Regions from separate parts of the Mus musculus genome. Here regions 1, 2, 3, 4, 6 and 7 are each linked to region 5. The links are chromatin contacts, called in public HiCAR-type, HiChIP or PLAC-seq and promoter capture Hi-C maps. All regions are on one chromosome and are shown on one strand. The core of a region is the stretch at or near the end of the contact, and the rest is flanking DNA. Distances in the headings are between cores, read along the strand shown. Region 1 holds the start of Spns3 (spinster homolog 3). Region 2 holds the start of Aipl1 (aryl hydrocarbon receptor-interacting protein-like 1). Region 3 holds the start of Fbxo39 (F-box protein 39). Region 4 holds the start of Tekt1 (tektin 1). Region 5 holds the start of Mnt (max binding protein). Region 6 holds the start of Ube2g1 (ubiquitin-conjugating enzyme E2G 1). Region 7 holds the start of Spns2 (spinster homolog 2).

What was found. Promoter capture Hi-C pulls out the DNA fragments that hold promoters and counts their contacts. HiCAR-type assays count read pairs that join an accessible place to other places. HiChIP or PLAC-seq counts read pairs in DNA pulled down with a chosen protein or histone mark.
Region 1: a contact with region 5 is called in a promoter capture Hi-C map of pre-B cells, with 3 times the contacts expected there. The contact joins the promoter of Spns3 here to the promoter of Mnt in region 5. A contact is called at or near these places in 3 of 39 promoter capture datasets (cranial neural crest, liver and pre-B cells) and 2 of 115 datasets of contacts at active chromatin or transcription factors (astrocytes and differentiating embryonic stem cells).
Region 2: a contact with region 5 is called in a HiCAR-type map of astrocytes, with 2.9 times the contacts expected there. The contact joins the promoter of Aipl1 here to the promoter of Mnt in region 5. A contact is called at or near these places in 1 of 39 promoter capture datasets (pre-B cells) and 1 of 115 datasets of contacts at active chromatin or transcription factors (astrocytes).
Region 3: a contact with region 5 is called in an H3K27ac HiChIP or PLAC-seq map of embryonic stem cells, with 7 times the contacts expected there. The contact joins the promoter of Fbxo39 here to the promoter of Mnt in region 5. A contact is called at or near these places in 1 of 39 promoter capture datasets (pre-B cells) and 2 of 115 datasets of contacts at active chromatin or transcription factors (both in embryonic stem cells).
Region 4: a promoter capture Hi-C map of hippocampal neurons shows a contact between it and region 5, with 6 times the contacts expected there. The contact joins the promoter of Tekt1 here to the promoter of Mnt in region 5. A contact is called at or near these places in 2 of 39 promoter capture datasets (embryonic stem cells and hippocampal neurons) and 4 of 115 datasets of contacts at active chromatin or transcription factors (astrocytes, embryonic forebrain, embryonic stem cells and 1 more).
Region 6: an H3K27ac HiChIP or PLAC-seq map of cardiomyocytes shows a contact between it and region 5, with 4 times the contacts expected there. The contact joins the promoter of Ube2g1 here to the promoter of Mnt in region 5. A contact is called at or near these places in 2 of 39 promoter capture datasets (cranial neural crest and embryonic stem cells), 4 of 484 Hi-C or Micro-C datasets (B cells, CD4 T cells and embryonic stem cells), 13 of 115 datasets of contacts at active chromatin or transcription factors (astrocytes, bone marrow-derived dendritic cells, cardiomyocytes and 6 more) and 1 of 9 other capture datasets (embryonic stem cells).
Region 7: a promoter capture Hi-C map of liver shows a contact between it and region 5, with 5 times the contacts expected there. The contact joins the promoter of Spns2 here to the promoter of Mnt in region 5. A contact is called at or near these places in 4 of 39 promoter capture datasets (cranial neural crest, hippocampal neurons, liver and 1 more) and 4 of 115 datasets of contacts at active chromatin or transcription factors (extraembryonic endoderm stem cells, forebrain, large pre-B cells and 1 more).

What each region holds. Positions count from the first base shown.
Region 1 is chr11:72,548,904-72,551,603 of GRCm38.p6, reverse strand. Spns3 (spinster homolog 3) reads left to right here and starts at 1,358. Exons shown (of 12, transcript NM_029932.3): 1 at 1,358-1,606. The coding sequence starts at 1,396.
Region 2 is chr11:72,035,911-72,038,906 of GRCm38.p6, reverse strand. Aipl1 (aryl hydrocarbon receptor-interacting protein-like 1) reads left to right here and starts at 1,398. Exons shown (of 6, transcript NM_053245.2): 1 at 1,398-1,544; 2 at 2,116-2,295. The coding sequence starts at 1,449.
Region 3 is chr11:72,312,969-72,315,694 of GRCm38.p6, reverse strand. Fbxo39 (F-box protein 39) reads right to left here and starts at 1,251. Exons shown (of 4, transcript NM_001099688.2): 1 at 1,160-1,251. Xaf1 (XIAP associated factor 1) reads right to left here. Exons shown (of 6, transcript NM_001037713.4): 6 at 1,962-2,726.
Region 4 is chr11:72,360,371-72,363,172 of GRCm38.p6, reverse strand. Tekt1 (tektin 1) reads left to right here and starts at 1,291. Exons shown (of 8, transcript NM_011569.3): 1 at 1,291-1,380. It overlaps Gm34317 (a long non-coding RNA gene), which reads right to left and starts at 1,259. Exons shown (of 7, transcript XR_003949575.1): 1 at 1,182-1,259.
Region 5 is chr11:74,829,649-74,832,439 of GRCm38.p6, reverse strand. It overlaps Mnt (max binding protein), which reads right to left and starts at 1,516. Exons shown (of 6, transcript NM_010813.3): 1 at 1,039-1,516. The coding sequence starts at 1,111.
Region 6 is chr11:72,605,973-72,608,964 of GRCm38.p6, reverse strand. It overlaps Ube2g1 (ubiquitin-conjugating enzyme E2G 1), which reads right to left and starts at 1,704. Exons shown (of 6, transcript NM_025985.4): 1 at 1,330-1,704. The coding sequence starts at 1,375. Gm51906 (a long non-coding RNA gene) reads left to right here and starts at 1,802. Exons shown (of 4, transcript XR_003949712.1): 1 at 1,802-2,024.
Region 7 is chr11:72,488,519-72,491,310 of GRCm38.p6, reverse strand. It overlaps Spns2 (spinster homolog 2), which reads left to right and starts at 1,391. Exons shown (of 13, transcript NM_153060.3): 1 at 1,391-1,885. The coding sequence starts at 1,516.

The DNA of each region.
Region 1 (2,700 bases), core at 109-2,608, 2.3 Mb after region 5:
TACATAGACTGGACTGACTTGGACCTCTCTGTCTGTGGATCATGATCAGGCTGGCCACAGACAGTTGCCTGCCTATGTTTCCAAGTGCTGGAATTAAATGGAATTAAGGGCATGGACCATTATGCCTGGCTGTTAAATACTTTTAAAATATATTGTGTGCGTGTGCATGATGTGTGTGGAGACACATGTACCATGACACATGTATAGAGATCAGAGGACAACTTTGTGGAGTTAGTTTCCATCTTTACCTGGGATTGGGATTGAACTTGGGCTGTCAGCCTTACACAGCAAGTGCCTTTACCTGCTGAGCCATCTCATTGGCCTGTATGGTTACTCTTTTTTAATGTTGTTTTGTTTTGAGATAGGGTCTCATGTAGCCCAGGCTGGCTTTAAACTCACCATGTAGCTAGGGATGGTGAACTTGAACTCCTGATAGTCTTAGCTCCACCTCCCAAGTGCTGGAATTACAGGTGTGGGCCATCACTGATGGCTTTGTGTATTTGTACTTTTTCTACCCTTGCAACTGGCAATCAATTTCTACAGCTCCCCTGAGAACATCTCCCTAGACTTATTCCTTGTTGATAAAATTTATTTATTCTGTGTCTGTATGGATGTGAGTGAAAGTGTGTGTGTGTGTGTGAGAGAGAGAGAGAGACAGAGACAGACAGACAGACAGACAGACAGACAGACAGAGACAGAGCAGAGAGTACTCCTGTACCTGCACGTGCACTTGTGTGCCTTGGTGTATGTTATGTTTGGAGGTCAGAAGACAACTTTGTGCAGTTCTCCCCTTCCACCATATGGGCTCTGGGGATCAAACATATGTCAAGCAGGCCTGGTGGCAGGTACTTTCACAGGCTGAGCCATCTTGCCAGCCCCCATGGGTTAGTTTTACATAAGCTTGTCTCTATGTCTTCAGATATCTCTGTTATCTTGTTCCTCTGTGCAATTTCCTTACCATCCTGGTCAACACCTACCCTCCTGTATCTAACCTGGTTCATGGCTGTGCTAACGGCCCATCTTCTGCACAGGCAGGGCAGTTTGCAGTGAGCAAGGCTTGGGGACACTCCTCTCATTTCCTGTCCTAGGAGCGTCTCTTCCTCACTGCCCCTGCTGCAGCCATAGGCTAGATTGAGGGACCACAGAGTTATCCAATCACCAGTGCATGGCGTCTTACCCCAGCAGGGCTAAGAGGCCTAGAGTGATGAAATCCCACCAGTGTGGCTGCGCTGTGCTCAGCAGGAACCTGCGATGATAAGGTGTCTGGCAGTTAAAGGGGCAGCCTGTTGAGGTTGAGAGGCTGGGAGCCCACAGGAAGTGACTTGGTGGCAAGCTGATGTAGCTTTGTTCGGCACCCGTTCTGACAGAGAAGTTGCAGTTAGCACTGCTGAGGGGATGTCCACAGAGTGTCTCAAACCTCAGACAGGAGGGCCACAGAGCCAGAGCCTGAGCCAAGGTGGGCAGTATGGGGCCTTGGCTTCAGGTACGTGTCTGCCTCCCTCCACACCCGTCCCCTGGAGCCTGCCCCGCTGGAGAGCTTACTTGGCTGCAGCTGTTCTCTGTTACATCAACCTTCTGAATTACATGAACTGGTTCATCATCCCAGGTGAGCATGGGAGGGGTAGCGTGGGGCAGTATCTTCAGATACCCCCCTTCTAAAAGCCCACAACTGTGTATCCTTGGTGGCCTTCTTCTTCCAAGCCCTCGTACCTCTCTAGGAGCACAGCTCTGGTGGTTTCACCCCAGCAAGTGGTCTGCAGCCTCTCCTGAATGGTTCCAAGCCAGAACAGGGCACAATGTGTGTGGGGACAGGGGTGTTAGTGGGTAGATGGGACTGTGCTCTGCAGCAAAGGCGTTGCTTGCGTTCAGGATGGAGCTGCAGGCAAGGTTACGGAGGGCAGAGCAGCTTGGCCAAGCTCCCAAGTGAGAATGGCTCTGCCTGCACTGTTTCTGGGGCAGCCGGCTGCTGGCCTACCTTGCACAGTTTGCCTTTCTTCTTATTGGAAACAGGGTACAACCTGCTTCTGTGTTCTGTCTCTCACTTACGCACTCCTTTGTGTCTGGGCTCCACTTGTCTTTTCTCATCTAGTCACCCATTCATTCCTTCATCAGTTTATATTCAGCCCTTTCTTTAAAAAGACAGAGTGTGTATGCATGTGCGTGCACACATGTGTGTGTATGTGTGTGTGCCTGTGTGTGCATGCTCCTTCACTTTTATTTGAGCTTCAGATATTGAACTAAGGTTTCCAAGCTTGTTCAGCAAGCGCCTTCACAGGCTAAGCCATCTTGTCAGCCTTCATTTCTTTTTTGAGGCAGGGCCTCATGGAGCTCAGGCTAGATTCAAACTCGCTATGTAACTGAGAATAATCATGAACTGCTGATATGCTTGCCTTCACCTTCTTAGGGCCGGGATTACAGGCTTGCCACCACAATGCTTTATGAAGTTCTAGGGATTGAACCCAGGGTCTTTGTGCATGCTGGATAAGCACTCTAATAACTGATGTAGAGGGCTGCTCTGCCCTCCGTAACCTTGCCTGCAGCTCCATCCTGAACCCAACGCCTTTGCTGCAGAGCACAGTCCCATCCACCCACTCACACCGCTGCCCCCACACACATTGTGCCCTGTTCTGGCTTGGGACCATTCAGGAGAGGCTGCAGATCACTTACTGGGGTGAAACCACCCAGCCTCTTTTCTTTGTT
Region 2 (2,996 bases), core at 149-2,648, 2.8 Mb after region 5:
ATGGAAACAGTAACCAAGGGTGAAGCATCCAGATGGGGCATGAAAGTCCTTTTCTGCCATTGTGCATCTAATCAGGAGAGAGAAATGTTCCAAAGAGAAACTGCATTATAAGGAGTCATTATACAGCAACTCACAGAGCACGCATCAGGTCGGGAGAATACAGCAGGGATCTCAGAGTCAGTACCTGACCCTGGTGTATGTGGCATGGCAGGCACTGTTTTCCCTGATGGTCCATTCTTCCTCAGTAACATGCTCCTTTAAGCTACTGTGTGGCTGGGGAGAGATGGAAGAGGAAAAAAGTGTCTACACCTCTCTAAGGCTGGGATGGAAACAGACCCGAGTGGGGCTGCTGGCACTCAGGGAGAGCTTTCTACAAAGCCAGGTTGCATCCTGTTTCTGACTGGTTAGCCTAGGTTTGTGGCCCTTTAAGGCAAGGACTTCTCATGGAAATCAAGACTTTTGAGGGTGCTGGATATCCCCAGGATTCTGGCCTTCCTGGAGAAGGGAAACGCCCAAGGCCATGAAGCCATTAATGTAGGAAGCTCTGGTTGGCTATTAGCCAGCTATAATGTCCCCTCATGGCAAGGTCTGTTACCTCTCTGTCAATGCCCAAAAGGGACTGTGGTGGTGGTGGTGTGATCAGAATCCTTCATTTATCTTAAGGCTCTGGGAAAGAAGCATGAAAATTTAAGCTGGCCACAAGGTGGCGCCAAACACCAAGCCGACACATTACGTTTTCTCCTCTAGTTCCCCAAGGGGGTTCAGTGGGCTCCACATAAGCTCTGCTTGTTTCTCTGAACCCAGGACAAAGGCCTTCTAAAGGACTGGGGAGAGCCCGACTCCTCAGCCAGATCTTAGAGTGGAGACAGAAGCTTGACACTAGGAATTTATCAATTTCCCCCAGAACTGGGGTAACTCTCTTAGTCACCCCAAAGTTAGAAACCTTCTCCCAGACCCCAGGAGGAGAGGAGCAGGGGAAAGTGGAGATGTTAAGGGTCAGAGACTGGGACAATGTCCGCACTACAGGTACAGGAAGGCAATGGTGGCTTTGGGCCTCCCTCCTTTTCCCCTCGGATGGCCCCAGCTGTCTACTGCTGCCTGCTTTCTTCTCTCCTTCCCCACAGAAACATCTGTGGACCTTTTTTTTTGAGGTGGCACAAAGGAAAACCTTGATGTAGTCACTATGGGTGTCAGACCGGGGATCTGCATCTGCTGAGAGATCCTGAGGAATGTGGACGGTGGGGTCTGTAGTGCCTAGACTACCTTCCTTCTGCCTTTCTTCCTTCTTCCCTCCCTGTCGGGGAATCCCCTGGGTGATGTCAGCTGCTGTCCTCCCCTCTGGTGGGATTATCTAGGCTTGCACAGGCCTCTTCCCAGGTATCAGCCAGATTGTTCCCTGCTTTGGTAGGATTATCTAGGCCTGAACAAACCTCTCCCCTACCTGCAGCATGGACGTCTCTCTACTCCTCAATGTGGAGGGTGTCAAGAAGACCATTCTGCATGGGGGGACGGGAGAGCTCCCCAGCTTCATCACTGGCTCTCGAGTGAGTATCTACGCCCAGATAGGACCCCGTGGTTCTTTTCTCTGTTTCAGTTGGGCCCAGGGCATTGCAGGTATCCCTTCCTACTGCAGCCAGGCAGGACCTTGCTGGACTTGCCTTTCCATTACCCAGGCTCCCTTGCTTTGGAGTTTATAGACAGGTCTTTTTGGTAGTTTTCAGGGTAGCTTTAGCTAAGAGGAGAGGTTAAGGAAAATTTCCAGAGCTCCAAATGTCAAGTTAGTAGGAAGGAACCTCAGGAGATATGGCGTTTGTCCTCTTGTGTTTGATGGGTCTCTCAGGGGTGGAGGAACACACTCCTGGACATTGGAGCTTATTGGAGAAGGAATTCCTGGCGCTTGGCTGTGAGAGATAGGCATAGGGTTTGCTGGAAAGGAATGGGTTTCTTGTAGGGACTTGTAGGTATTTCTTGAGGGGAGCTGAGGCATCTTATCTTGTGAGATGTGGGTGAACTGACCCCCAAGAACAGCCTCAGTAGCCTGCAGTGGTTGGGTGACACGGCTGCTGGAACTGGGGGAGATATGTCTACACCAAAGCCCTCTGTTCTGGGGACCAGGTGACCTTTCATTTCCGCACAATGAAGTGTGATGACGAGCGCACGGTGATCGATGACAGCAAGCAGGTGGGCCAGCCCATGAGCATCATCATCGGCAACATGTTCAAGCTGGAGGTGTGGGAGACGCTGCTGACCTCCATGCGGCTGGGCGAGGTGGCTGAGTTCTGGTGCGACACCATTGTAAGTAGTCTCGTGGCTCCCTCTGCACTCTGTTCCCTCACGCGCTTCCCAGAGCTGTCAGGGTTCAGGAAAGTTAGGGTAAAACAAGACACTGCAGGTGAAGACACCTCCATCCCTATTCTCTGCCATTACAAACATGGCACCCAGCCCTTCAGATAAAGCAGGCCTTAAAGTGACGTGGAGTATGTGGTTGGCGCAGGGGCTGTGGGAACATGTGGCCTCACATGGTAGGAGAGGGCCCCCCTTTCCTTTTTGCTCAGCATCGTAGATCCTGGAGACTCAAGCCACCGAGCACATCCTTCCCCTCCCCCATTCCTCCCAACTCTATGACTCAATTCATATTTATATCACATATGAAACATCTTTACAACTTCTTGTTTTGTGCTTGGGAGGGATAGGTATTTCTTAGAGAAACTGTCAAATATGCAAAAGTCAAGGAAAAAAACAAGTTGTGAGTTCCTGCCACCTATCAATGCATAATCCCCCCCCCTTGTATCCACCTCTGTCCAGGGAACTTTCTTCAGTATCCCACGTGGTATGGGCACATTTCAGACATCGTGCCAGCTCATGTAGACACACTAGAATTTGAAACTCTAAAAATACAAGACATACACACACACACACACACACACACACACACACACACACCACAGCATCATTGTTACATCTTCAGAAGACCCAAACAATCCCTTCATGTTCTC
Region 3 (2,726 bases), core at 2-2,501, 2.5 Mb after region 5:
CATCTTGAACTTGTAAACTCTGTTTAACAAACCAAACTAACCCTTCCCCCACCAAGAAGACTTTGATTGTATGTAAACTAACTGTCCAAGGTTATGAGCCTCGACTGGGGATAGCATGGATCTGAAGAAGTTAATCTGGAAAAATGAAAACAAAAATGCCGAATCAAGAGCTGGGATATAGCTTGGTAATAGAGTGCTTGTCCAGCACACCCTGAGCTTAGGGTTTAATCCCTAGCACTGCATAAACTCGGCATGGGGTGCTTCCCAGAACAGTGTGTGTGTGTGTGCTGGGAAGGGGGACTTGCTAAATCAAACCCCAACAAAGTCACAGGCTAGAAGACTATGTTGGTGGGCTACAGATGTGGTGTGTGTGTGTGTGGTATAGGTTTTCACCTTCCACCTTGAAACAGGATCTCGTTTGTCATTGGATAGTGCAAGAGATTCTGAGGTCTCTTCTGTTTATACTTCTTCTCTTATTGTAGGATAGCCAGGATTGCAGCTGCAGCTTTATATAGTTCCTGGGGATTCGAACTCATGACCTTACACCTCCAAGGCAAGTGCTTTACCCCGTGAGCCTTTTTGTCTGGGGTACCCCCCCCCCACGCAAGGATCCTCCAAATAAATGAGAGTAGCACTTTCTCTGACAGGAGGCAAAAGAATATAGAGGCCTGTCAATTGCTACTGTAAAGTTAGTAAAAAATTTTTGTGCCTCAGTGTTTAGTCTGACAATAGGAATAGTAGTTCCTTTCTCCTAGTTTTGGGAAATTTAAATGAACGGATCCAGGGACTACACCTTGGAGGTAGAAAGTAATCTAAGAGCAAGCTGCAATTAGTAAGCTGGGGACAAGGTACTTCTGCATTTTCCTTATGAAGATGAGAACGCGCCCATTTTGCAAAAAGAGAATCTAGGAGTGTTGGGAGCTTAATGGAGTTTCCTAGTGAGATGGTGTTCTAAGTGTGTGGGGTATGGGATCCGAACCCATGCCAGTAATCCCAAACCTGGGCTTGGTCCACCATAATATGACACAGCTGCCAACCAGCGAGGGAAACTTAAGACTGTCCCGTCACCAGGGCGGCGTGCCCCTCCCATGCGGGCCCAGCGGCTGTGCGGGGCCACCACTGCCCTCCTGGTGCGTGGGTGCTTCGGGCCACCCGTTACCGGATCGCTGCGCCCGGCTCGGGCTGCAGGGACGCGGAGCGCGCCTGCCCCTCTGCCCGCGCTGCTGCTCCCACGCCGACTCCAAGAGCATCAGGAGAGGCGCCCTGTGCTCGCTGCGGCCAAGCCCACAGCCGCCTTTGTGACGCGCAGCCACCCACTGGCTCTGCTAGTGCCTGCCGGTTGCTGAGTCCCAAATCCGGAGTTGCCAGATACACTGAAGGCGAAGGAAGAGGGTGCTGCATAGACCCAATAGGAAAGCCCGCGGGCGGAGGCAGGAGACTGGAAGGAGGCGCACCTGGTGAGAATCGCCAGGCGCTCTGCCCAATCCTCTGCTCATAGCAGCAGAGAGGTCTGAACCCAACACTGTGTTCAGGTCGCTTCCCTCCAGTCTTGACCTCCGGGAGCTTTGAGCCTCCATTCCAAAGCCCAGGTGAGGACTCGTCCATTCCTCATGCTAGCCATGGGCCTCCACTTTCCTATCCTCAGATGAGGTAACACCTCACCCCAAGAGGGTGGGTGACATGGCTTGAACCTAAGGTCAGTTCCCCTTTCCAGCTTTCAGAAGGTGGTGCACACGTAACCCTTGGCCCTTTCCTACCCCAGTGGGTAACCTTTGTGCTGAAGCCCAGGTCTAAAAGTTGAATAGTGTGTCTGTCACTAGATAAGCTGCCCCAGCCACTTACTCCATACTTTACTGCTAAACCTCATCTGCACGCCCCCTTCCTCAGCTACCTCAGCTACCCTGCGGGGTGGCTTCACCTTGTCACCCTCCCCATCACCGACGTGAAAGACACAGCTCTAAAAGGATGCAGAGATAAGTTTATTTTGGAGCCAAATGAGTGACTGTGGTCCAGAAATACAGATTCAGTTTGCTTCAGATATCTGTGCTCTGACCTTGGTAACAATTTCTGTGAAGTTTTAAAATAACAAAACAAAGAAAGTCACTTTACAAATTCTGGTGGTACAACAGGTGAGCGGTTATAGCAAAGCGGGAGACCTTGCTATAGGCTCCAGATGCATATGTGATGACTTTCTTAGCAGTTGGGATCCACTCATATGTTTCAAAACTTTACCTAGGAGTCACAGGATGTTAGGTCACACACAGATGTGGGCAAATGGCTTCTTTTTAAGGGGCTAAGATAGTTCAAGATGGCCCTGCACCATGTGAACCTCCCTATGACGATTGCCCTTCTAACAATTAGTCTTTTAAGAACTCCCAGTATAAAGACTTTCTGGGAACTCTAATTCTCCCTGGTCTGCCCCGCCCTGCCCCTCCCCTTCCTTCCCTACCTCCCCCTCCCATTCTTTCCCTTCCCTCCCCTCCCTCCCCCTCTCCTTCTCTTTCCCTTTCTTTCCACTTTCCCCTCCCTCCCTCTTTCCTTCCTTTCTCCTGCTTCATCTCCCCCTCTAGGCCTCATATTCCTAACCTGTCTTGTCCAGAAGAGCCAATGAGGAAGGCAAAGAAAAAGGTCAGGGAGAAACTTAGGATAAAGCAGGGGTTTCTTGAGCCACCAACCCAGCAGTTGAGCCTAGGTGCTCGAGTTCAGTGCAAGAAGCGAAAGCCTTT
Region 4 (2,802 bases), core at 42-2,541, 2.5 Mb after region 5:
AGCTGGGCAGTGGTGGCGCACGCCTTTAATCTCAGCTCTTGGAGGCAGAGGCAGGTGGATTTCTGAGTTCCAGGCCAGGCTGGTCTACAAAGTGAGTTCCAGGACAGCCAGAGCTACACAGAGAAACCCTGTCTTGAAAAAAAGCAATATATATATATATACATACATGAATGAAAGGTGAGTGTTAATTTCCAATATGTCTTTCAGATTTGAATCCTCAGCTTAAGGGTCTTTTTCTGGCATGCTGAGATGCCAGGGATAAGCAGATACACCCAGCTCATCGCTGCTTTTTCTTCCTTCCTTCCTTCCTTCCTTCCTTCCTTCCCTCATTTCTTTCTCTTTCTTTTAAAGATTTGTTTATGTATTTATTTTATGACTAGGAGTGCTCTGTTTTCTGTTTTCATGCACACCAGAAGGTATGCACTGGATCTCATTGCAGATGGTTGTGAGCCACCATGTGGGTGCTTGGCATTGAACTCGGGACCTCTGGAAGAGCAGTCAGTCCTCTTAACCGCTGAGCCATCTCTCCAGCCCTTCATCAGTGCCTTCACATTGTTATAAATTTTATGCCTTTGTTTCATCGTGTTCACCTTTATGATTGCTTTTTCTGCCACACAGACAGCGCCAATTTCCCATTTCCAGTAGTAATGCAAAGGGTTTTTTTGTTTTGTTTTGTTTTTGTTTTTTTGTTTTTTAAATAAACGTGCTGCCTGTAAAACGAACGTTTGAAGATGGTGTATGGCTATGTTAAACTCATGGCCGTGGCACCGAGTGGCTGGCGTCCTGAAAGCCTAATTTTAACTCAATCCACAACAGTTTGAAGATCACGTAGCAGTGCGATCTTAACCGAGAAAAAGCTCAGTGCTTGGTGAGTTTTACGCCTTGGGAGAAGATACCTGGCCGAAAACCCATTCTTGCCTACCCCTGTCTGGAGCTACCCATGCACCCTGTGTGTCGCTAGGTTTGCAGGTCCTTTGCTCCAGGTTTGGAGCAACGACCACGTGGAACGCAGTGTGTGTATCTCTGTGGTCCCGGGTCATCTACGGCTCAGGACAGCGCCAAGACCGACCCGCTGTGCATCTATGGAGTCAGAGACTCGGGGAACGGGAACCCCGAGTGACCCAATCTCCTGCCCCGTGTTTTGACGTTTTCTCAGCAGGATCAGACTTCGGACCACCTACTTTCTTTGTCTTGTTTGCTCGGGTTACCCTTTAGCACCACTCTCACATTCGCGCTTGCGCAGTCTTCTAACTAGGGCAACGTTGCGTCCGTCCGGTTGCCATAGAGACCGCAGTTTTCTCGGCTGGTTCTCTCAGAACCAGGAGCTCTGGTTGGGGTCAGGAGTGCCCTACAGAAGCTTGTGTTCTTTAATGAACTAAGGTAAGTGAGCCCCGATCCACCTCACCTACCCCTTCTCCCTACCCACGCGGTGTGTCTTTTGTATCAGCGGTTAGCACTGATATCGGTCCCCTCTTCGAGACTATTCACACTTGTTCAAAGTTATATCTCAGAGAGCCACGCTGAGACAGACTCGGGAGAGACCATAGGAGGGGACTGAACTGGAGAGCTCAGGAGTGTCTGAGGGGGTTACATGGGGCCTGATGCTTAGCCTAGTCAAGATCTGAATCCATCCTTGGTTGTGACGGCTTCAGAGGCCCCTAGGGTAAATACTAGGGTTATAGAGTCCAGAGCGGGAGGCTTTCAGAGTTCAGCTTTGCCTATGGAAGACAGATGTGATGTCGTTCAGAGCCAGGGGATCATATTTTTTTTCCCCCGCAACTGTCTCCAGAGGCTGCCTTACCCCCTGTTCCTTGTCTTTATCCTGTAGTCACAATGCCCAGATGTTGGCTTACAGACGTCACATCTGTTCATTTCTTATACAACATGTCTGGGTTCATGTATTTGAAAGAATACTGCTTGTCTTAGGGTTTCTATTGCTGTGACAAAACAACATGATCAAAAAGCAAGTTGGAGAGGAAAGGGCATATTTGTCTTACATGTTCATATTGCTTGTTTATCATTGAAGGAAGTCAGGATAGGAACTCAAAACAGGGCAAGAATCTAGAGGCAGGAGCTAATGCAGAGGGCATGAAGGGCATGCTAACTGGTTTGTTCATCATGGCTCGCTCAGCCTGCCTGCCTTCCTTCCTTCCTTCCTTCCTTCCTTCCTTCCTTCCTTCCCTTCTTTCTCTTTTTTCTTTCTTTCCTTCCTTTCTTCCTTGTCTTTTCTTCCTTTCTTTCTTTTCTTCCTTTCTTTCTTTCCTTCCTTCCTTCCTTCCTTCCTTCCTTCCTTCCTTCCTTCCTTCCTTCCTTGTCTTTCGTTCTCTCTCCCTCTCTCCCTCTCTCCCTCTCTCCCTCTCTCCCTCTCTCCCTCCCTCCCTCCCTCCCTCCCTCCCTCCCTCCCTCCCTCCCTCTCTCTCCTTTTTTCTTCTCCAAGGCAGGGTGTCTTTGTGTAGCCCTGGCTTTCCTGGAACTCACTCTGTAGATTAGGCTGGTCTCAAATTTTCAGAGATCCACTTGCCTCTGCCTTCCTAGTTCTGGGATTAAAGGCACCACCACTGCCCAGCTCAATCTGCTTTCTTGCAGAACCCAGGACCATCAGCTCAGGCTTAGCATCACCCACAAAGGCCTGGGCCCTCCCCATACATCACTAATAAAGAAAATGTCACACAGCCAGATTCATGGAGTCATTTTCTCAAGTGAGGTTCCCTCTTGCCAGATAACTCTAGCTTGTGTCAAGTTGACATAAGACTAGCCAGTACACTGTTCTATGATTCACCGAGAGCAACAAGAACTCCACAT
Region 5 (2,791 bases), core at 267-2,766:
CCAGCAACCAGAGCTGGAGGCCAACCCGACTCCAGGCCCCTCGCCAGCCCCGCCCAGACCCCGCCCCTAGGCAACCGCGAGGCGGTGAGGAGGGGCCGGGCCGCACAGTCCCCAGCGGGAGTGTCCCCCGTGCACGTGGTCGGGGGCGGGGCCTGACTACGTCAGCAGTCCGGGTAACCAACGGGCTTGGGACGCAGGCACACGCAACATTCCAGCCAAGAGCGGGTTTGAAACGCGCAGACACGCCACATTCCACACCGGCTAAAGCAGGGCAAGGCAGGGGGGCCTAGGGCTGCCCCCAGCGACCCGCGGGACACTCACATGCACCCAATCAGCGCAGCTCTCAGCCAAAGCTAGACGTGCGACCCAGCCCAGCTCTGGGAGGCGGGGTCAGGCGGGGCTGGCCAGGATCATAAGACACGCGATGTCATTTCATTCTGCAAAGGCCGCCTCCGCCCCAAGCAGCGCGTAGATCTGCCGGGAGCGCTCCCCGCACCCTCCAGCCCAGGCCAGGGAATCCGAAGAGCAGCTCGGCGTAGAGTATTCCCCACCCCCACTCAGTTACGCACACGCCCACTCGTGTGCTGTACAAACACACCCGTGTACAGGTCCGTTCATCCGCTCTTCCCCGGTTCCCATCACACATCATCTTGGTGCTCACACGCAAGCACACGCGGGTCTGCCACCCCCACACATCAACATCCCTCTCCCCATCCCCCGGTTCACACATCCTCAATGGTAGCGAGGGCGCCGCCCGCCCACAACTAAGGGGCCCCCCACTGAAGGTGTACGGGGGTGCCAGTCAGCTAGGGTGGTACCCGCAGAAACTGGGTCCTTCTTTGCATGTTAATGAATTCATTAATTATTTTCAACGTTCGCATCACTCCTCCCGGACGGCAGCTCTTGCGGGGAGTTTGTGCCCGGCTTTTTAGGTCGCGCCATAGAGGGGCCTCCCTGCGATTTCCAGTGGGTTCAGGGATCGGGGTCACTGGCCTCCCCTTCTGCCCAGTGCCCCAGGGGCCCAGCCGGGCCGCTCACCACGTGCTCTCTGTTGTTGCTGCGCTTGCCATTCCAGGAAGCGGGCCGCCTCCAGTAGCGTCTCTATGCTCATCGCGGCGAGAGCAGCCGGGGGCGCGCCGGGGCCGAGGCTGCGGCCCGCGAGCCAAGCACAGGTCAGGCTGGCGGGCCGGCAGGAGGGAGGGATCACCTCCGGGGGGCGACAGGGCTGGGCGGCGCAGCGCACTCCTCAGAAAAGAACGGGGGAGCACGGGGAGAAAAATCAATGTCTCCCAAAATATTTGCAAAATAAAAATTTGCAAATTAAAAAAATTTTGATGCAAAAAATAAAAAAGGCGGCACTGCCTTCTTCCTTCCTTCTTCCTCTTCCTCCCTTCCGATGCCTCCCGCCCCGCGGCCCCCGGAGTCCCGCCGACAAGAAAGGGCTTTGCAACAAGATGGCGAGGAGGCACCGACACACACAACAAGGGAAGGAGCCGCGCTGCCCCCGGCCGCCGCCCCCGCTACTACACCGGGGCCGCAGCCAAAGCCCGGACCGGAGCCCCCGCCCGCAGGGCCGCGGCGTCTCACTGAGGGCGGGGCCGCGCCAGGGATGGCCCCGCCCACCGCGCGCGCACACGTGGCTTGGGTGGGGGTGAGAAGATGGAACCAGGCTTCCTCGCTGTTTCCGCTTTCCCTACTTGCCCCTCCTCTCCGTGGCCAGCCACAAGTTAAACGGGGTTTGCGTGCTTAGGGCATTCACGGCGGGATCTGCCTTGCTGAGAGAATGGGAAGCCCAAGGCTTCGGTTAGCTGAGACAGCGGTGACACAGGTCAGGGAGACCTATAGTCTGACCCCTAGGTCTCTTCGCCCCACGTAGACACGACCTAAATCCCGCAGCCGTCCGGTCTGTCGCAATTCCCCCCGGGATCCGCCCCTGGGCGGAGCTGACAGCAGGCTGCTAGAGTCCTGACAGAGGGACGGGAGAGCTGATCCCGTTCCGGATTTTGTCTCTGTTCCTCCCCCCGCAGTGCGTTCGCATCCTATTAGGCTACATCACCAGGCCGCCCGCCAATGGGCGGGCAGGACAACACGGCATGGAGCAGCTCCACATGGACACCCCGCGCCGCCAGCCTTCGGTTTAAAGGGACAGTGTCTACAGGGTCGTATTAGCGGGTGCGGATAGGGCCACCGGGTGACGGAAGGGTGAGACACCTACAGGGGAATTCCGCAGTCCATCCCCTGCTTTACATTACCCTCCCATTCAAAACCAGGGCTTACTTCCCTTCTCCTAAATTCTTTGTCCACCGGTTTCTGATATGGGTGGGGACTAAAAGTGTGCCACTCTAGAGGGCACCTCGTTGTTGGGCCCCGGCACCAGTAATCAAAAGGAGAAGCGTCCAAAGCCCAGGCCGAGGAGGCGTGGCCTAAATCAGGAACAACAACGTGGAGGGCGGAAGCCGCGCGCTACCCTAGCGGCCCGCTGGGCGCGGGGCGGGGTCGCTCACTGTGTTGGGTTGGAACCGCGCACTCTCCTAAGCTCGCCAGTCAGTCTTTATCTTGGCTGCAGGGCTTAGGACTGTCCCTAGGTACAGTCAGAAAGATCTTTGAAGTCAGCTTGCCCAAATCATTGCACTTTGCAGGTAAGAAAACTGAGGCCCAAGTGAAGGGACTACTCCAACTGCTCCTTGTTCATTGAGCAACTCGTAGTCTAGTCAGACCTCTCTCAACCGCCAGCTGCCTCTTACCACCTCGGGTCCTCGCAAAAGTGAAGAACTATCAAACTGCAGTTCAG
Region 6 (2,992 bases), core at 455-2,954, 2.2 Mb after region 5:
GTTTTTAAATAAGATGCAATAAATTGTTTAACTTCTTTCGAAAATATTTCTGATGGGGATTCTAACTTTTCCATCCACTTCAAATTGCTGTCCCACCTAGAATTTTAATACTTGTCCAAACCTGTTAGCTCATGGTCTAATAATAAACCTAATTATACAATCTGTAACAGCCCCTGTCGACCTTTTCCTTAAGAAGTCATAAAGGTGATTTAGCTGACACCTCAAACTCATAGAAATCTATTTCATTTATCAACATTCCGGCTTTCAGAAAGTTTAAAAGGGGGGTGGGGGGAGAGGACTGGCTACAGGTTGAGGAGGGGTGAAGTCGCCTGAACCAAGCCAGGCACACGCTTGGCGTAGGACAGCAGGGCTAACTACCGGTTCATTTCTCTTTAAATCTGGCAGCACGTGGGGCGGCATTGTGAAGGCACCAACCCGCCTCCTCCCTCCCCCCCTTCCACTCCGCACACGTACGCCTCCAGCGCGCATGCTCCGCTCACACAGTCCTAGCAGAGTAGGAGCCAACCCCCTAAAAAGTCAACCTGGAAGCCGCAAACGGCCAGAGGCCGGGACAATGGGGGAGGGGGACAGAGACTCCACGGGGGAGGCACTGAGCCGCCGCCCCTGGCCAGAGCCTAAGGCGGGCCGCAGCCCGGTGGCCGCGAGCCTGCGCGAAGGAGCCCGAGCCGTGCCCACGGAGCACAAAGCCCGGGCCGGCCAGCGAGCCGCTCTCCCCAGCGCCCGCGCCCACCCTCCCCCAGACGGGCGGCGCAGCCCGAGCTCGTGCCAGGCGGAGGCAGGCGAAGCGGAGTCGCGCTCCCCGCCGAGCCCCCCGGTGCCCCGCGTCAGCACCCGGGCCAGCCCCGCCGTCGCTTTTGTTGTCTGCCCTAACTCCGCGAACCCCGCGCTGCCGGGCCAGAAGTTTGGCGCGCCTCCCCTCTCCGGCCCCCGACACGGCTCGGACTCACAGCCGCGCGGGGACCCCGCAAGCTCCCGGGGTCCCCGAGGTTCCGCGGCCTCCGCCGCACCTGAGCCCGGGATCCGCCCCTCAGGGAGGGTCGGCCCGACCGGGACCCACGCCCCTCCCCCGCAACGCCCCAGTGCCGTGGGGGAGGGGGCAGCCGCCCAGGGCGTCCGGCCCGTCCGAGGGCGAGGCTGGGGAGCGTCCCCGCCCCCAACACCCTCCACAGCCGGGCCAGGAGTGTCGCCAGCTCGCCGCGACTCGCGGGCTCCCACCCTCGCGGCCCGCCACCACCCAGCCTCCGAGCGGGCGAGAGGAGGCGAGTGGCTCGGCAGTCCGCGATCGCGGCCCGGCGCCCCGCCGCTCACCTGCCAGCTGTCTTCGCAGTAGCAGCGCCGACTGCAGCTCCGTCATCCTCCCCACCGAGAGCCCGGGCCGCCACCGGGACTTCGACGGACTGGCGACAAGCTCTGCCGGTGCCTGGAGCTAGATGTGTGTTGAGGAACCCGGACCGGAGCGCCGAAGCCGCGGGGAGGCCGGTCTTGGGAGACCCGAGAAGCACCTCGCCGCCTATGCGAGTCCGCTCCGCTCGGCTTTCCTCGCTCAGCGCCTCACGCCCGGAAGGGGAGGGTACCCGGGCCGCCGCGGCGCGCACTGGGACTTCGCTCGCCCGCTTCCCTCCTCTGCCCGCCCGTCGGCCCCACCGGTGCCTTCCCCCGCCACTGCCTCACTGCGCGCAGGGCCGCTCCGCGCAAGCGCGCTGAGCCTGCCTCCTTCAGAAGCAGCACTCCTGCTAGCCCGACCCCTCGGCCCTGCTGCCCCGCCTCCGGCGGTGGAACCCCGCCCACCGCGCGCAGTGGGCTCAGCCCCGCCATCTTGGGAAGGTCCACGCCCGCCCAGCTGCGGAAGCGTCGGCTGGTAGACGCCCCGCGGACGCCATGACAAAGAGGTCGCGGAGGGTCAGGACGCTGCCTCCCGGTATAAGCAGGAGGTCTAAGCGTGATGGGACCAGAAGTGGTAGATGTTGGCGAGGACCCAGCAGCCATCCAACACTACATCGGAGGTGTGCGAATTAGTCATTGTTACAAAGCCGAATTTAGTACTGGTGTGCACCATTTTAAGCAGCCGCAAAATAGAGTGCATGGTGATAATTCATAAAGAATGCACAGAATGGTCCTTGAAATAAAAATGTTATGAGTCTCATAGCAGAAAACGTTTAAGTAAATAGTAAGACTGAGTAAAGTGCAGAGTTGTGATTAGCACAACCTGATAAATGGTTCGGATTCAGGTGGTATTCTCCTGTAATCTCAACACTTGAGGCTGAGGATTAGAAGACCCAGGTCCCCTTCGCTGCACAGTGATACCCAATCTCCGTCTGGGGATGAGGATCCATAATAGATCAGACTCCTCTAGAAAAGGCACCTACTATGTAAAGTCCAAGTGTGAAAGCCGAGATTAGGAAAAGTCAACCTTATCCAACCTCCTTGCCCATTTCCCAGTTGAGTGCTTTGTCAACACTGTAGCAATAAAGAAACAAAAAAGGGAAGGGGGAAAAGTAACATTGACACTCAATTTTGTTTCTTCTTTCTTTCTTTTAAAGATTTATTTACTTATGTATATGACTACACTGTTGTTCTCTTCAGACACACCAAGAGAGGTCATAGGATCCCATTACTGATGGTTGTGAGCCACCATGTTGCTGAGAATTGAACTCAGGACCTTTGGGAAATCAGCCAGTGTTCTTAACCGCTAAGCCATCTCTCCAGCCCCTTGCTTGTTCTTTCAATAAGTGTTTGTTCAATCCCTACTTCCCTGTACCTGGACTGTAGAAAACAAAAACTGTGCATAGGAAATCAGGTCCATTTCTACCCACAAAAGCATGAAGCTTCTGTGAACTCCAAGTAAAGTGAACAAGAGGAGCAGATTCCGTTAGGCATGTAATAAAAATTACTGGGCAAGCAGGCACAAGGCCCTGGCTTACCTCCCTAGCACTGTCCCACCAGACCAAAGAAACAAACATTGAGTGAATCT
Region 7 (2,792 bases), core at 142-2,641, 2.3 Mb after region 5:
CCTGTTGTGGACGTGGGCTCTGGAGCAGCCTGCACTAGCAAGATGATTTCAGGGCCCTGGCTTCGTACCAACCAGACCATTGACTAGTTGTCTGTTTATGACGGGTCACCTTGGTGACCTGAAGTCTGTCTGTGAAACAGACAGAAACCACTGGATATCTGAGGGGCTGAATTAAGTCTCCCCTGACTCTCTCATTTGAACCAAGGGTTTGGCACATACTAGGGAGAACATGCTATACTGGGTTTTAACTTCTTTCTTTCCTTTTACATATTTATTTATTTAGAGACGTGTTGGCCTGGACTCGCTGGCCTGGAACCTCGGAGTTTCACCTGCCTCTGCCTCCCAAATGATGGACTTACAAGAGAAGACTGTTCTTTACACAGAAGCTACCTAGCCATTCTCCAGAACTGACAACCCCCCCCCCCCCAACGTGCTCAACTACCTGGACTATATTCCCCCAATAGAAACAAAGACCCAGAAAGATAGAGGTTTCGTCCAATGTTAAGCCACACGCAAGAGCAGATATAGGCTAGGATCCAGCTTTCCAACTTTCACTAAGGGTTTTGGGGAGATGGTACCCCCCTCAAAGGCTTTTTCTGCTCCATCCCCTCTCCTTCTCGTTTGTCTGAGATTGGATCTCTCCTGACTCAGCCTCCCAAACGCTGGGGTTACAGGTGTAGGACACCCTGCCTGGCATTGAGGAGGCCCTCCTGGTTCTTTTGGGCTCTAATCCGAGCCCTGGTTCTCACAAGCTCCACTCTATGGGGGGTAGAGATATGGTCAGAGTGAGCCCAGGTCATAGCATGGAGGTGCTTCTCTATAGAGGAGAGCAATGGACCTTCATGAGGTCTGTGTCCTGGGTCCACCAATCATGTTTCTTAGGCAGCGCTGCCTAAACAGACTGAATTAAGGTGAGTAACTGTTGGAGTCAGCTCTACAACAGGTTCCCCAGTTTTGACCATCTGAGACTTTTTTTTTTTAATGCGTAGCTTAAGCCATGGGCCTTCCTCGGCCTCAGCCAGGGGTCCTCTCCCATCGCAGGGGCAGGGTGGAAGTTGAGTAGGGTCTGGGGTACCCTTCTTCCCTCACCTAAATCCTAATCGGTGCTGCAGCTCCCCGCAATCGCTTCCTGATCCCCGAGGGTTCCGTGGCCGCAGCGCTACTGCGTGACTTGCGCCCCCGTCAGGCGGGTGGGGCTGTGCGGCCAGGCGCCCCCGCACCCCCCGGGGCAGCACGTGCGGGGCGGGGCTGTGGCTTGAGCCCGGAGGTGATTGGGCACACGAGCTTGGTGGGCGGGGCCGGCCGCAGCTGTCAGAGCCGCCGGGGCCGCGCGTCTCACTGACTGAACAGTAGCAGCGGCGCAGCCAGGGCTGGAGCCCGAGCGCAGAAGCGGACGGGCCGGGCCGGGATGGTGCAGCGGCGGCTCCGCGGCGCGCGCACGCACTGAGCGGGCCCGGGCTGGGCCTCGCGTCCCCCGAGCCCCCCGCGCCCCCCGCCGCCCCGGCCCGGGCCGGCATGATGTGCCTGGAATGCGCCTCGGCGGCGGCGGGCGGCGCGGAGGAGGAGGAGGCGGACGCCGAGCGGCGGCGCCGGCGCCGGGGGGCGCAGCCAGGGGCTGGAGGTAGCGCTTGCTGCGGGGCGCGGGGTGTTGGGGGCGCTGGAGTCGTGTCCGCCGACGAAGAGGTGCAGACGTTGTCCGGCAGCGTGAGGCGGGTCCCGTCCGGACTCCCCAGCATCCCCAGCACCCCTGGCTGCGCAGCAGCTGCCAAGGGCCCCAGCGCGCCGCAGCCCAAACCGGCCAGCTTAGGCCGAGGGCGGGGGGCAGCTGCTGCCATCCTGAGTTTAGGCAACGTGCTCAACTACCTGGACAGGTACACTGTGGCAGGTGAGCAAATGCCCCATCTAGCCCGAGGACCAGGGCCCTTCCATCCCAGATGCCCTAGGGAGCTTTTGGTTGCCAGCTCCCTAGATCCAAGCCCTCTGGAGAGTCCCTAAGGACCCTCTGTTCAAGCGATGCTTTGGCGTTCCATGGGTCCAATCCAAAGCACCCCACGCTCCCCGTGTTAGGGATTGGTGGAGTTTCCACCCCTGGAGCAGCTTGTGAGCCTTCGCCAAGCCCTTGACGGCTCATCCGTTGTCCTCCCAGAGTCTCCTCTGCGTCTCTCTTGCCTTATCGCCTGTGCGCCCCCTTCCTCCACAGCCGCAGGTTCCCCGGCCTCTCCTCCTTTTCCCTTAGTCCAGGCCGTCTGTGCTTGCACGGCCCGTCTGTTCCTTCTTTCCTCGGTCTCAGCCACCCCCCTGCATGCGTGCGGCCAGTGTGTGCGCCTCTTGCGGGTGTGCGCCAGGCAGCCGGAGTGTGCGCGCGCGTGGCAGCGCGGATATGTGTGTGTGAGCTTGTAAGCGCGTGGCTGACAAAGGCTCGGGCCTGCGGGGAGCCGAGGGAGGGGCGGGGCGGGTCCGTGCCGCCTGGGGACCCAGGATGCGGTTTGCAGCTGGCCCTGGCTTGAGGCCTGGAGACGCCTCCTTCTGCTCCATGGCGCTTGGAGCCTGGAGCAGGGCATAGGCCTGGGGGCGGGGGCTGGGGGGGTTGGTCTAAAGAGAGGCAGCCTCATGCTCCTTGAGCATCTCTGCGACTCAACCCCAGGTTTGAGACTGAAATGGATACAACTGGGTTTCTATCCTGAATGTGCTTAATGTGTGTGTGACCTTGGGCCAGTTTCAGCTTGTGTTTAGGTCTGTTTCCGTTTGTGAATTGATTGATCCCTGGGCCTCTTAGTGTGGATGTGACTCTG